Regions from separate parts of the Macaca mulatta genome. Here region 2 is linked to region 1. A link is a contact called in public Hi-C data. All regions are on one chromosome and are shown on one strand. Each heading gives the region's core, a stretch centred on a gene start, on an enhancer-like site or on the middle of the called end of the contact. The rest is flanking DNA. Distances are from core to core; before and after follow the strand shown.

What was found. A called contact is a pair of places that touch in the nucleus more often than the background predicts.
Region 2: a contact with region 1 is called in a Hi-C map of cortical neurons, with 2.8 times the contacts expected there. The contact joins the promoter of SLC9A8 here to the promoter of B4GALT5 in region 1. A contact is called at or near these places in 3 of 14 Hi-C or Micro-C datasets (blood, cortical neurons and liver).

The regions. Positions count from the first base shown.
Region 1 is chr10:102,559,713-102,566,866 of T2T-MMU8v2.0, reverse strand. It overlaps B4GALT5 (beta-1,4-galactosyltransferase 5), which reads left to right and starts at 4,017. Exons shown (of 9, transcript XM_077951982.1): 1 at 4,017-4,316. The coding sequence starts at 4,202.
Region 2 is chr10:102,646,125-102,653,581 of T2T-MMU8v2.0, reverse strand. It overlaps SLC9A8 (solute carrier family 9 member A8), which reads right to left and starts at 3,005. Exons shown (of 16, transcript XR_013400043.1): 1 at 2,929-3,005; 2 at 682-863.

The sequences.
Region 1 (7,154 bases), core at 2,768-5,267:
CAGGCTGAGGAAGGATATGGATAGAGAGTGCTGGGATGGGGAGAGGAAAGCTACTTTAGAGGAAAGGTCTTTTTGAGAAGGTAACATTTGGCCGGGCGCGGTGGCTCAAGCCTGTAATCCCAGCACTTTGGGAGGCCGAGACGGGCGGATCACGAGTTCAGGAGATCGAGACCATCCTGGCTAACACGGTGAAACCCCGTCTCTACTAAAATACAAAAAAAAAAAAATGCGTAAACCCGGGAGGCGGAGCTTGCAGTGAGCTGAGATCCGGCCACTGCACTCCAGCCTGGGCAACAGAGCTAGACTCCGTCTCAAAAAAAAAAAAAAAAAAAAAAAAAAGAGAAGGTAACATTTGAGCAGAGATTAGAATACAGTGAGTTTGTCTGAGGAACTGAATAGTTAAATGAATACATAATGAATGCATGCTTTAGTGAGTTGGAAACCTAACTTGGAGATGAAAAAGGGGTGTGGAGGAAGGAGTTTGAGGTAGGGATGCCTAGATCACCTAACATCTTTCTTTTTCTTCCATCTAAAAACATAAACGGCTGGACTTGGTGGCTCACGCCTGTAATCCCAGCACTTTGGGAGGTCAAGACAGGCGGATCACCTGAGGTTGGGAGTTTGAGACCAGCCTGACCAACATGGTGAAACCCTGTCTCTACTAAAAATGCAAAATTAGCTGGGCGTGGTGGTGCTCGCCTGTAATCCCAGCTACTTGGGAGGCTGAGGCAGGAGAATCGCTTGAACCTGGGAGGTGAAGGTTGCTGTGAGTGAAGATTGTGCCATTACACTCCAGCCTGGGCAACAAGAGCGAAACTCTATCTGAAAAACAAAAACAACAAACAAAAAAACCCATAACCAGTTTGTTTATTTATTTATTTTTGAGATGGAGTCTTACTCTGTTGCCCAGGCTGGAGTGCAGTGGTGTGATCTCAGCTCATTGCAACCTCCACCTCCAGGGTTCAAGCAATTCTTGTGCCTAATTTTTGTGCAAAAGTTTTGTATTTTGCTTTTTTTTTTTTTGAGATGGAGTCTCACTCTGTTGTCCAGGCTGGACAACAGGCTGGTGTGCAATGGCACAATCTCGGCTCACTGCAACCTCTGCCTCTCCCTCCCAGGTTCAAGCAATCCTCCTGCCGCAGCCTCCCGAGTAGCTGGGAATAGAGGCACATACCACCACGCCCAGCTAATTTTTGTATTTTTTAGTAGAGATGGGGTTTCATGATGTTGGCCAGGCTGGTCTCAAACTCCTGACCTCAAGTGATCTGCCTGCCTCAGCCTCTCAAAGTGGTGGGATTACAGGTGTGAGCCACTCACTGTACCTGGCCTAAAACATAACCAATTTATTTTGATGCCTTATTATTTTAGATAGGTCAGAAGTAGAGATTGATCATTGGTACACAGTTTAGATGTAGGAAGGTTTCTCTTTCTCTGTCCAGAATAGACTAGGTATTACAGAATGTTATGGTATAATTGTTAATTCTCTTAATATTACTGTGGTTCTGAAGGATAATGTAATTTTCCTTAGGATTTGCTACTGAAGTATTAAGGCATGAAATATCAGTAAGGCAGCAACTTACTCTGTTTACTGTTTTTTGAGTCAGGGTGTCGCTCTGTCTCCCAGGCTGGAGTGTAGTGGCACTATCTTGGCTCACTGCAACCTCCACCTCCTGGATTTAAGAGATCCTCCCACCTCAGCCTCTCAAGTAGCTGGGACTATAGGCACACGCCATCACGCCCAGCTAATTATTTTGTATTTTTTGTGGAAATGGGGTTTTGCCGTGTTGGCCAGACTGGTCTCAAACTCCTGAGCTCAAGCAATCCGTCTGCCTTTGCCTCCCAAAGTGCTGGGATTACAGGCATAATTGCCCGGTCTACCTTTAATATTTAGCAAAAAATAAAAATTTTCGACATATGAATATAGATACATACATGTGGAAAAATGATAAGAATGATCAAATCCAGGTGGGGAGTGTGTGGATGATGCTTCCACTATTCTTTCAACTTTTCTATATGTTTGAAAATGTTTCATAGATATGAGGGTTGGGAGGGGCCATTGTGTGGGCCAACAAAGTATTTGTAAGTCAGATGATTCTGGCTAGTCTGGGATTTCTGGTCCAGGGCCTTACCTGCACTATTTCATCTAATCCACATCACATCCCTGTGGGGTGGGCAGCACTGGGTCTGGTTCACAGGTGATGAATAGAGAAGCTCAGAGACGTAAGTGACTTTCCAGAGTCACACAGCCAGGAGAGGCCAAGCCGAGATTTGAACTCACATCTGTCTCAGTCAAAATTCTCTGCTTTCCTTTTTTGTTGTTTAAGCCTCTTCTCTTCCACCATACCATTCCCCAGGGGTATTGAATTAGGTGACAGCTAAGCGCATTTACTATGTGCACTTTGCGTGTATCACTTAAATTCTCACAACAACCTGATGAGGTTGCTAATAACCTCCTCCATTTTACCGAGGCACAGAGAGTTTAACTTGTGTTAACTCTAACACAAGTCACACAGCTAACAATGGAAAAGCCGGGAGTCAGAGAACCTGGGCAGTGTGGCTCTAGACGCCCCACTCAAAGGATCAAAGAAACACTGTAAAAAGTAGAAATCACTTTAGGAATATAAATCAGGATTATTTTTGATTCTCACAGAATCTCTGCAAAGTCCTCTCCCCTCCCTACTGCTTCCAGCATTCCAAGATAGTACTCTAGTTTCAGATATGTCTACACCGGGGACACTGGCCTCTCCAGTCCAGCTCCTTGAAGCTACTGCTTCTTGCCATAAATTTCTAGGACTGTTCATTGCCTTCTGAGGTCCTTTGAGCTGATGCTGATCTGAAAGCATTTTTTTGGATATGGTCCCACACCCAGGTGATGGGGATAGGATACCGATTTGTCTGCAGGATAAGAATTAGAGGCCACACAGACTGCTGAGACAGTTACAACCTAGAGGTCAAGGGCCTGACATGGGAGACAGGCTAGTTTTGATTTGAGCCCTTGATGCAAGGCTTGGGTGAATTGCCTTTCCATCCAGAAACCTCAGTTTCCTCACTTGTACAATAGCAATAATAACAACACACATCTCAAGACTAGTGGGGGAATTTCATTGCATTAGTAAAGTCCATGTTTCTCAGCAGAAGTCTAGAGACATCGACAATTGTTATCACTATGCTATTTCTGATACAGTAGGATGTGGACCCCAACTAGAGCTCCAAGTTCATCCCTACTTCCCCCACTACTTCACTGAATTTTATTCATGTTGGCCTTGGATTCAACTCGGGGGCAGATCAGCCCTTTTCCTACCTCAGGGCCTTTGCACCTGCTGTTCCCCCTGGTATGACTGCTTTTTCCCCAGGTTATTCTAAAAAGCTGGCGCTTTCTCACCCTTTTATGTCTCAGCTCATGTCACTACTCAGTGAGGCCTTTCTTGACCACTCCAGCCTGCCTGCAATACATCCTCCTGTTTTATCGTATTCATATGTGTTACCAGTACCTGATATTACTAGTTGATTTGTTTCTTTTACCTCTCACATAATTTAAGTTTCAAGAAGACAGATTTTTATCGTTTTTTCCTCTGTAGCATGCCCAGCGCCAACAACTGTATCTGGCATTCAATAAGTAAATGGTGAATTGAATAAATGAATGAATGAATGAGGGTGTATACCAGGCCGAATCCCCAAGCCTTTCAATCCCCACTCATCTGCTGCAGTGGGCAACGAAACGAGTCAGACTTTGTAGATGGTCCCTTGGCCCCCGAGATGGGGGCGAGCGAGCGCGGAGCACTTGGGAGACGTTCCCCGTAAGCCTGGGCGGTGGCCGCACTGGGAGAGGGGCTGTCGCCATTTGGCGATATTCCATGCAGGCTGCCGTGGGGGCCGGGCGAGGGTCGGCAGCGAGCGCAAGCGCGCGGGTCTTTTGCGACGGTGCCCGGCGGCGCTGGCCCCGCCTCCCGCGCGTGCGCCCCGCCCCGCCCCCGCCGCTGCGCCCGCTCAGGGCCGCTCTGGCCCCCACCCGCTTCATGTGGCCCGGCCCGCGGCGGCCGGCGGCTGGGAGCGGCGAGGCGGCGGCGGCGAGTGGCGGCCCGCGAGGCCCGGGAGGCGGTGGCCGAGGCCCAGGCGGTGGCGGCGGCGGCCCAGGAGGCGGCGGACGGGGAGCGGCGGGAGCAGGCCCAGCCCGGCTCTCGAGCGGCCGCCCGGCTGCAGCATGCGCGCCCGCCGGGGGCTGCTGCGGCTGCCGCGCCGCTCGCTGCTCGCCGCGCTCTTCTTCTTTTCTCTCTCGTCCTCGCTGCTCTACTTCGTCTATGTGGCGCCCGGCATAGGTAGGAAGGGGGTTTGGGACCCCGTCGGCTGCCGCTCTGGCCTTGAGGGACCCGGGGAATCCCCGCCCCTCCTGGGGGCCCCGGCCAGGAGGCGGCCTCCAGCCTGGTCCTCCGGACTCCGGAGTCCTGGCCTGGCTCTCGGGGACCCCAGGACATTCCTGCCCTCCGCACCCCAGCAGGCTCCCGGGACTCCTCTCCCGCGCCAGCCTCCGGCCCACCCCGCCCCTCATAACGCCGCCCTCGCGAACCGGACGGTGCCTTCACGCCCGCCCCTTGCTCCGGGACCCCCTTCCCGCTCTTGCCTCGCTGGAACTCCCACGTCCTGCTCCGCTGCTCGAGAACTCCCGCTTCCCTTTCCCGTCCCCGGGGTCTCCTGGAACCCCCATTCCCGGCATTCCCCGCACCCCAAGCCCCCGCGGCGCGCCCGCTCCTTGCCAAGCCCATGTGCCCGGGTCTCAGGCCGCCCCACCTTCTGGCTCCCATCCGTCCTCCCCCACTCCCCGTGACTCCATCGTTTCCTGCTCCCGTGAGCCCCCTCCCTCCCCTTTTTTCCACCACTTCCCCCATTACATCCACCTCCAGGTCCTCCGTAACTCACGTTCACTTCTTCAGTGGCCTGATCTCTCTGCCTGTCCGGTGGCACCCCCCTTCTCCTTACAGAGGTCCACCCCCATTCAGTCTCCTGCTAACCCCCTGAGCGTCCCATGCCTCTTCCCCGTCTCCTCCTGCGCCCACCTCGCGTATCCACAAGGGCACATCCTTGTAAACTTTGCCCCCAGCCCCTCAGCCTTTCAGCCACAGCTGCTTTCTCAACTGAAGACCTGGGGAAGGGGTGCTGTCTGTGTTCTCCTTTCTTCCACTTCTGCCCTCTCCTAGCCTTGCGGGTAGATAGTGGTTCTTCAGTATTGCATAGTGCCTGCTCTGGGGACAAAGGGAAAGTTTAAATTGGCCCTAGAGAAGGGGATATGGCTGGGGCCTTTGGGAAATGGTACCAGGTGAGAAGGGGGAGCATGGAGGAAAGATGTAATGGGTACTCCTTCTTTTCAAAGTCTTATCCTTTAAAGGAAAGGCAGTCTCTGGAGAAACTGACCCTGCCACCCCTCCCCCGCCCGCCCCAAGCATAGTCTTTTATAAGACCACAGGGCACCATTTAGGACAGGAAGAGATCAGAAGGAAAGACAGCATGATGGTTAAGAGTGGAGGACACAGAGGTCAGACTTGCATTCCAATCTCTGCCCTGTATGACCTTGGGCAGGTTACTAAGCCTTAGCTTTTCTCCTCTGTAAAATGGGAATATGCAGCCCAGTCTCATACGGTGTTAAGGATGGAAGTAGATACATGTTCTTTAAAAGCACTCACCACTGTACCTGATGCTTGAAGAGTTTTAAAAATAAGTAAATGCAGCTATTACATGTAACTTCCAGGAAGAAGGGAGTTAGGTGGAAGGCTTAAGGAATGTGTTTGCCTGACTTGGCATCACTATGAGGAAACCTCAGTTTATGGTGAAAAATGATCAGAAGATGCTGTTGGGGCAGGGGCAGGAAGAGTAAATTCTGCTAGAAACATGTTGGATTATATGGATTTTAGGAAAGGGTTGATGGTTTAGTTTAGGGAAATGCCTTTTAGGATTGTAGCAATAACTAGTGCTATTCTCTGTTGACCTGTCAACACAGAACTAGCTGAATAGAGAAATTTCCACATAGAGCAGGAGATCGTCTCCTGATTATTTTTTAAAGCATATTTTACTTGTGGTTAATGTTGATGTTTTGAACTATCAACTAGATCTGGAAAGATAGAACAGGCAGCATCAGATTGCCCTGTTTACAAAGTGTCATAGGGAAAAGTGTCCCTCTAGGAAGGTATAATATGTGGCCTGATGGATTTGATGAGTAGATTGTAAAAGGGTTGCGATTCTGGCAGAACAGGAGCAGATAACTCATTAGTGGAATTAACTGAGAAAAGAGTTCATTAGCATGTTGGCTATTAGACTTTAATAAAAATGGGTGTGAAAAGATGGGATTTGGACCTAGAGGCAGTCTTAGAGCCGTAAGCCTTTTTTTCTCCTTTTGTGAAAGTGACAGGTACTTCTGGTCTGAGTCCATAAATCAACTATATCTAAATGGAATACTGTATCTACTGGGATGGTAATCACCCTTTTGATAGAAAGATTAGAAGCCAGATTCTCCAACAGAAATGGAACTTATCAGTTTAATTAAGATTCCTCAACAGTAGATTTTTAGGTCAGTGGAACCCCTGTGTAAAGCGATGAGCTACTGCCGTGCCTAGAATCCTGTATCACTGATAGCTGAAAAAGAGGCAGAACAGTTACATTTTCACTAGTGCTGTATCTCTTTGAATGTAAGCCTTCTGAAGGGGAATTCTACTTAGGATGGAAATTTTGTTCGTGGGAAAGGGGAACAGTAAAAAAAAGGATGTGGAGTAGTTACATTTAGCTGTTTGCCCTTCCTACTAATGATTTTTTTTTTTTGGATACAGTGTCTCGCTCTGTTGCCCAGGCTGGAGTGCAGTGATGCTCATAGCTAGCTGCAGCCTTGATCTCCTGGGCACAAGTGATCCTCCTGCCTCAGCCTCCTGAGTAGGTGGGACTACAGGTACATGCCACCCTGCCTGGCTAACTTTTAAAACAGTTTTTTCTGTAGAGACAGGATCTCACTATGATGTACAAGCTCTGTTGAAATTAAATTTTTCGAATGTCTAGCTTTGGACAGTGGGGTGGCACATTTTTTCAAGGTTAAGGCAATCTGGGGAAATAAAAGGTTGGTTTGTGTTCCTTGGGATATGAAGACCTTATTTAAACAGTTATTAAAATGCGCTTAG
Region 2 (7,457 bases), core at 1,756-4,255, 88 kb before region 1:
ATTTCCTAACCTCAAGTGATCCACCTGAGTCTCCCAAAGTGCTGAGATGTCAGGTGTGAGCCACCGCGCCAGGCCTCAAGATTCTTTCTACTAGGCCAAAATTTTTTAAATCCTTCTTTCAAAGGCTAAGATACTACATTAAGAGCTCTTCCGGACGCCGGGCGCGGTGGCTCAAGCCTGTAATCCCAGCACTTTGGGAGGCCGAGACAGGCGGATCACAAGGTCAGGAGATTGAGACCATCCTGGGAAACACGGTGAAACCCCGTCTCAACTAAAAAAAAAAATACAAAAAACTAGCCGGGCGAGGTGGCGGGCGCCTGTAGTCCCAGCTACTCGGGAGGCTGAGGCAGGAGAATGGCGTAAACCTGGGAGGCAGAGCTTGTAGTGAGCTGAGATCTGGCCACTGCACTCCAGCCTGGGCGATAGAGCGAGACTCCATCTCAAAAAAAAAAAAAAAAAAAAAAAGAGCTCTTCGGAACTTGCTAAGCGCCATGATTTTATAAAGAAGAGAGTTCCCTGTTACGATGTTATAAACTGAACATGTTCCCTCAGTGTTTGATATGAAAACCAAATGGGAGGAAGACTTGACACAGTCAAGAGGAGTGACAGGGTTAAACACACAGACCAAGTACACAGACACTGGGGATGGCAGATGATGGGGATGACAGTGTCCATATTCACCTAGGACAAGGAGACTGAAGAAAATGGTCATGCCACTGGACTGTTCCTCTTGCTGGGCCTGCTCCCCTGTCTGCACGGGGAGGATGGGCTTGCCAGGGGTCGGGAGCACCAGCTTCGTCGTGACAACCAGGGTAGTGTGGAGGGTGACATTGAAACCCTCATGAGTTGTATTGGGGAACCTCCTGGAGGACATAAAAAGCATAATTACATAATGGAAAAGGGTCCCAGAACATCAATTCACACACCTCACACCAGAAAGAGCAGCTGTCCAAGAATTTTATGGGATTCACAAGTCTTGTAACTAACAGGCAGGTCTTGGAGAGAAACTTACTAAGAAAATCCCTGGCTGCACAGCACTACTAGTGGCCTCTGGTGCTTTTGAATGCAGCCACAGAGGACAGGAATGGTAGGGAATTAGAGCTAGTAGAGACATGAAATGCTGCCTGCTCTTTGGCAAATACTGGGGGATTAAAAGGGAGGTGAACTGGAGTCTCATCACTTTCCAAGGTCCAACATTGTTTACTTAGCACCTTTGCTTCTCCAATTTACATTCTTTTCCTTGCATTATTTCTGCAAGTTGAAGAAGCCACCTGAATTTGCCCAGTGGTTGATCTGGGCATGCCCTACCCTACTTTACAAAATCTTTCTTAGATTTCAAAAGGCTCAAATGTCACCTCCTATTACCCCATCTTACCTCACCCGAATTTACCCACTCCACTGCTTATGTTCCCACAGCTCTTTCACACCGTGCTGGGATTGTGAACTAGTGCAATACTGTTATAATAACTGTAATTGTGACTATAAAAGTTAATATTTTCTGAGCACTGCTTCATTTCAGGAACTAGGTAACACACTACCTCTCATTTAATAGGTATAACATGTCTGATTGGGTATGATTACTTTCCCTTTTTTACCCATGCATAACTAAGGCTCAGGGAGGTTGCAAAGCTTCACCAACATCTCAGTTAGTGGCAGAATCAAACTGAAAACCCAAACTTGAAATCGCTGGGCTATATTGCCTCTTTCATTTTGTGCTGCTGAGGCCCTGTTTAGTGTCTGGGATGGAGCAGTTGCTCAGTAAGTATCTGATTACATTAAATGACCCCCATATGGCCAAGAAATATATTTGAAAAGTTATCAGGTGAAGGAGTCCAGTATCAATGAAGGGGTTCCTTATTCATCTTCACGTACTCATTCCACAAACAGTGATAGGGCATCTACAATCTGCAACAGACTCTGCCTTGTAGGTATGGAGATGACTTTTGGACTTGCTCAAAAGTACCTGGAGGACACAGATCGTCCTTCCCTAACTCCCCTTGTTCAGCTAACCCCCCCTCCTCTTTACACACCAGCTATGCTGCCTGTCACTCAAAAGCACTAAACCCTTTCTTCAACCAGACCTTTTGAACTTAATGTTACTTCTCCTACCCCTCCTTCTGGTCATTCAAGTTTCTGCTGAATGTCACTTTTTCCTGAGTGGACTCCCCAACCCTAACTCTATTCTGCTTCCTTAGGAACACTTAACCCATTCATGGCAGAGATTGCAATTTTTAGAATTGCAGACATGTGAGAAAAATCAGACCTTGGCGATGACCTTGAGCAGTAGGATATAAATAACTCCCACATGCTTAGCGTTCCAATAACAGAACACTAGGCATAAATAGGGTTAATTAATCACGATCTGAAACCATCTTGACTAATTATGGTCTTCTTTTCCCACTAGAATGGAAGCTCCCAGAGAGCGGCTCCTGGTCGGCCTCCTTTCCTACCATGTGCCCAGGGCCTGGAATTGAGTAGATGGCTAACAGTTAATGACTGAACGAAACTTAGTGAAGGAGAAAGACATGAAAACTGATCGTTACAGAGGAGGAGACGACTGGCTACGTAGGACGTGGGTGTGGAGAACCCGGACGACTTCCTGGAGGAGGCGGAAGAGGCTCAGTAACCATGAGATAACCGAAAACTGGGAAAGTAAATACGGGTTTGCATTTTCTGCAAGGCCGCTCTGGGGGCCTGCGCTGGGCGGCGGATTCCCAGCTCGAGGGACCGACCTCCAAGAGAACGCAAGGCCCACCTGGGCCCAGGCCCGCCCATCCCGCCCCCCTCGTAGGCACCAGCTTGGTCAGTCCTGGCCAACCAGCAAAAGAAGCTCCGCCTTCCGGAGCCTGAGGGCCGACTGAGGCGCTCGCTGTCACCCGCCGGGGCCCAGCCCTGCCGCCTCTGCCGCCCGGGAAAAAGCCCACTCACTCCTCTTCCGCCATCTTCTCCCCCATCCAGCGGAGCTTCCAGGACCACCGAGTTCGGAGCTGCGGGGCTAGCAGGACCCGCTTTTGCTTCCGGCTTCCGCTGGAGGCGCGGGCGGGCGAGCGGGAGGCGGGGCCTCGGCCGCGCGGGGGCGGCCCTCTGTGCCTCCGTCTCAGTGGCCCGAGGGTGGGAGAAAGCGCGTGGGAGGACTGTTTCTTAGTCCCTCCCCGGGCTTTCGGGAAGCTTGTCCGGCCTGGGCAACATGACCACCTGGGCCCGAGAGATTCCGGCTTTTCCCCATCACAGGCCGGGGACGTTTTGAGGAAACTCCTGTGAGGTCACTGTGACTCACCCTGAGGGCAAGCAAGCACCCTCCGCCCAGTGCTCTCGACTTCGCTGTGCTAAAAGAGTTTGAAAAGGGATGCCCAGCCTGTAGCCTAAGCTGAGAGACCCCAGGGGGACACTTCCGCAACCCGAGCCTCAGTTTCCTTCGGCTGTGGAAAGAAATAACCGCCTGGACTTGACAGGACAGTGCAGCATTCCATCTGTAAACATGGATTGAATTCAGACTATATGCCTAGCGTTAAAATGGATGCTGATGATCTAGGGGTGGACCATTCATTAAACAGTTCATTGATTCAACACATGCTTAGTAGATGCCTTCTATGTGCCTAGCAGTGGCCGGTGGGGTGGGGATGCGGGGAGGGAACAAGGTGAGGTAGGAGGGGTAGGTGAGACCCCCATCGGGAGGACTGGGACCCTATCGTAAGGACTTTGGACTTTATTGACCGCTTCTGTTGCTACCTCCCTTCCTGATCCAAGCCACTCTATCTCATCTGGATAATTGCAAGGCTCCATTCAGGGTCTCTGACTCACCCCTGTTCCTTATGGATTTCCACACAGCAGCTGGAGTGATCCCTTAACTCATCACTCCTCTGCTTAAACCCTCCAATGGCTTCCAATCTCCATCAGAGAAAAAAACCTTGGGGAATGTACAGGACTCAACCCTGCCCCCTTTTTCCCCTCTGAAGTGTGTGGGAGGGGGACATGGGGCTCTATATCTCCCCTCCCACACACTTTCACTTTCCACTATTGTCACAGACTCACCAGGAATACTTCCATCCTTGCACTTGCTGAGCCTTTATCTAGAATGCTCTTCTTCTGGGTGGCTCTTTGGCTCCCACCTCTCCTAAGTTTGGCCTTTTATTTAACCCTTATCTTGTGTGTTAGACCTCCTTGACCACCCTACTTAAAATCCAAGGCCCCCCGCCTTCCCTAAACTGTTTTTCCACATGACACCTAACCCACCGTATGTTTTACTTATACACTTGTTTATTAACCATCTCCCTCCATGAGAACGGAAGCTTCATGAATGCAGAAATTTTTGTCTTTTGTTCTCCATTTTATCTTTAATGCCTACAACAGTATCTGGCACATAATAGACACTCAATAATAAATAATCATTGAATACATAAATCAGTTAATTCTAGGTGTGTTAGGAAGTCACAGAAGGGTTTTGAACTGAGAAGTAACATGAGCTTTACTGCCTGGGAGCTGACTGGGTGTTGGCGAGAGAGAGAGAGGATGGAAGCCCCAAAGCCAGTGAGGAGGCTTTTGCAATAATCTAGGTGACAGCTGATGGCAGTTTGGATGAAAGTAATACTGAGGAGGTGGCAGGAATGGTTGGACTCCTGGATGCATAACTGAAGATAGGGTTTGCTGATGGACTACGGCATCTGAAAGAGGATTTAAGCATGGTGTAAGGGTTTTGGCCCCGAAGAACTGGGTAGAGAAGAAATCTGGCTCTAACCTTGAGTTCTCCATCCTCTAAGGTCTCTTGAGATTGCTAAAGCTAACTGAGAGAATGTCATCAGGATCCACCAATGTTTGAGTAATAATAAACTTGCTTCCTTCCTGTGGGTGTGGTGTTGGGCTATTGTTTCCTTAATTCTTTACCTAGCTTTGAGGTAGATACCATCATTATCCACAGACACAGGGAAATCAAGGCGCTTGCCTGCATTCCCACAGCTAGCAAATGACAAGGCTAGGATTCAGGCACAGAGCCTGTGTTTTTAACCAGTAGCCCTGCTGCTCTCCACTGCCTTAATTTCTCTGGCTCTTAAATGGGGCTAATAACCTACCCTCCTCTGTTAGCACAGAGCCTGGCGGGAATGACCTGGTCTACAAAGGATTGAGAGTGGGGTTCTCTCTGGCCACACTTGTCAACTGAGGGCTTGAGGCTACTGTTTTCTACCAGCACCAATAAACCCCACGTGACTGGAATTCACCAAGCTGGAAACCCCACATAGCTGGAATTCACTGCTCTTCTCTAGCCTATGTCTCGCCTACTGCCCTTGCCACAGATTCTGCTGTCAAGGCCAGATGAGGGCTTTGTGATGGTCATGGAGTTCCTGACCTTGGCCTCTTCTGGGACTACCACTAACCATGAGGCTGCAGAGAACATGCTTTCATGCCCATGGGTGAGTCCTTGGCTCTTCTCACCTATTCCTGAGAATGAATCTAAAATCCCTGGTCCTTCCCCGAGGAAGATAAATAAAGCCATTCAATATGCAGTTTCTGGGCTCCTGTGCTATGTCAGGCCGAGAAGGGGCCAGCATATGGCACCACAAATTCTGGTGCCAGACAGAGCTAGTTCCCAACCCCTCCTCAGGACCTACAGTCTCCGTGACCCTGAGAGACTACAGCACACTCAGAGCCTCAGGGCCCCCTCATTTTTTTTTCCTTAATAACACTTTTCTTTAGAAGACTGTTACAAGATTAGAGAGAAAACTGCCTTTGCTGTCTTTTCTCTCTGCCTAGACAGCTCTGCCCGCTACCTCCAGTCTTCTCGTCATTCAGGTCTCAGCTTAAATGTCCCCCTCCTCAGGGAAGCCCTCCCTGACCAGTTTCTGTAAAGAGTTGGACAGTAAATATTGAAGTCTTTGTGGGCCGTACGATCGCTGTAGCAACAAATCAACTCTAGTTTGCGTGCAGCATAAATAATACAAATATAAATAGGCGTAGCTATGTTCCAACAAAACTTTATGGATACTGAAATTTGAATTTTGCATTACTTTCACATGTCATGAAATACCATTCTTCTTCGGATTTTTTTTTTTTTTTTTTTTTTTGAGACAGAGTCTCTGTCGCCCAGGCTGGAGTGCAATGGCGCGATCTCAGCTCATTACAACCTCCACCTCCCAGTTCAAGCAATTCTCCTGCCTCAGCCTCCCAAGTAGCTGAGACTACAGGCATGTGCCACCATACCCAGCTAATTTTTGTATTTTTAGTAGAGACAGGGTTTCACCATGTTGGCCAAGATGGTCTTGATCTCTTGACCTCGTGATCCTCCTGCCTCAGCCTCCCAAAGTGCTGGGATTACAGGCATGAGCCACCAGGCCCAGTCTGTTGTTGTTTTTTGAGATGGAGTCTCACTCTTTCACTAAGGCTGGAGTGCAGTGGCACAATCTCGGCTCACTGCAACCTCTGCCTCCTGGGTTCAAACGATTCCTGCCTCAGCCTCCCAAGTAGCTGGAATTACAGGCGTGTGCCACCATGCCCGGCTAATTTTTGTATTTTTAATAGAGACGGGGTTTTGTCACATTGGGCAGGCTGGTCTCAAACTCCTGACCTCAAGTGATTCACCTGCCTCAGCCTCCCAAAGTGCTGGGATAACAGGCATGAGCCACTGCGCCTGGACAATAATTTGATCCTTAATGCTTTTATTAAACAGGGAATCAAATTGGTTACCAGGTATATCAGTCAGGGTTCAATCAGAGAAGCAGAACCAAAAGGGGATATATTTTAAGAGCTTTATGGCAAAGAATTGGCTTAAGACAACACAAACGTATTAGCTTATAGTTCTGTAAGTTAGAAGATAAAGATTTTCACTGGCCTAAAATCAAGGTGTTGGCAGGGTCACATTCATTCTGGAGGCCTTAGGGGAGAATAAACTTTCTTGCCTTTTCTAGCTCCTAGAGGCTGCTTGCATCCCATGGCTCATAGCCCACTCCCTATCTTTAAAGCCAAGGACTGCATCACCCCATGCTCTACTTCTGATTCTGACTCTCGTCTTCCTCTTCCTCTTCCCCGCCACCCCACTGCCTTTTTTTTTTTTTTTGAGACTGAGTCTTGCTCTGTCGCCCAGGCTGGAGTGCAGTGGCATGATCTTGGCTCACTACAACCTCCGCCTCTGGGATTCAAGCGATTCCTGCCTCAGCCTCCCAAGTAGCTGGGGTTACAGGCGCCCGCCACCACACCAGCTAATTTTTGTAGTTTTAGTAGAGATGGGGTTTCACCATGTTGGCCAGGCTGGTCTTGAACTCCTGATCTCAGGTGATCCACCTGCCTTGGCCTCCCAAAGTGCTTGGATGACAGGCATGAGCCACTGCGCCCAGGCCCTCTTTCCCTTATTAGGACCCTTCTGACTACATTGGACCCACCTACATAATCAGAATAATCTCCCCATCTCAAAGTCAGCTGATTAGTACCCTACTTCCATCTGCAACCTTAATTCGTCCTTGCCCTGTAAC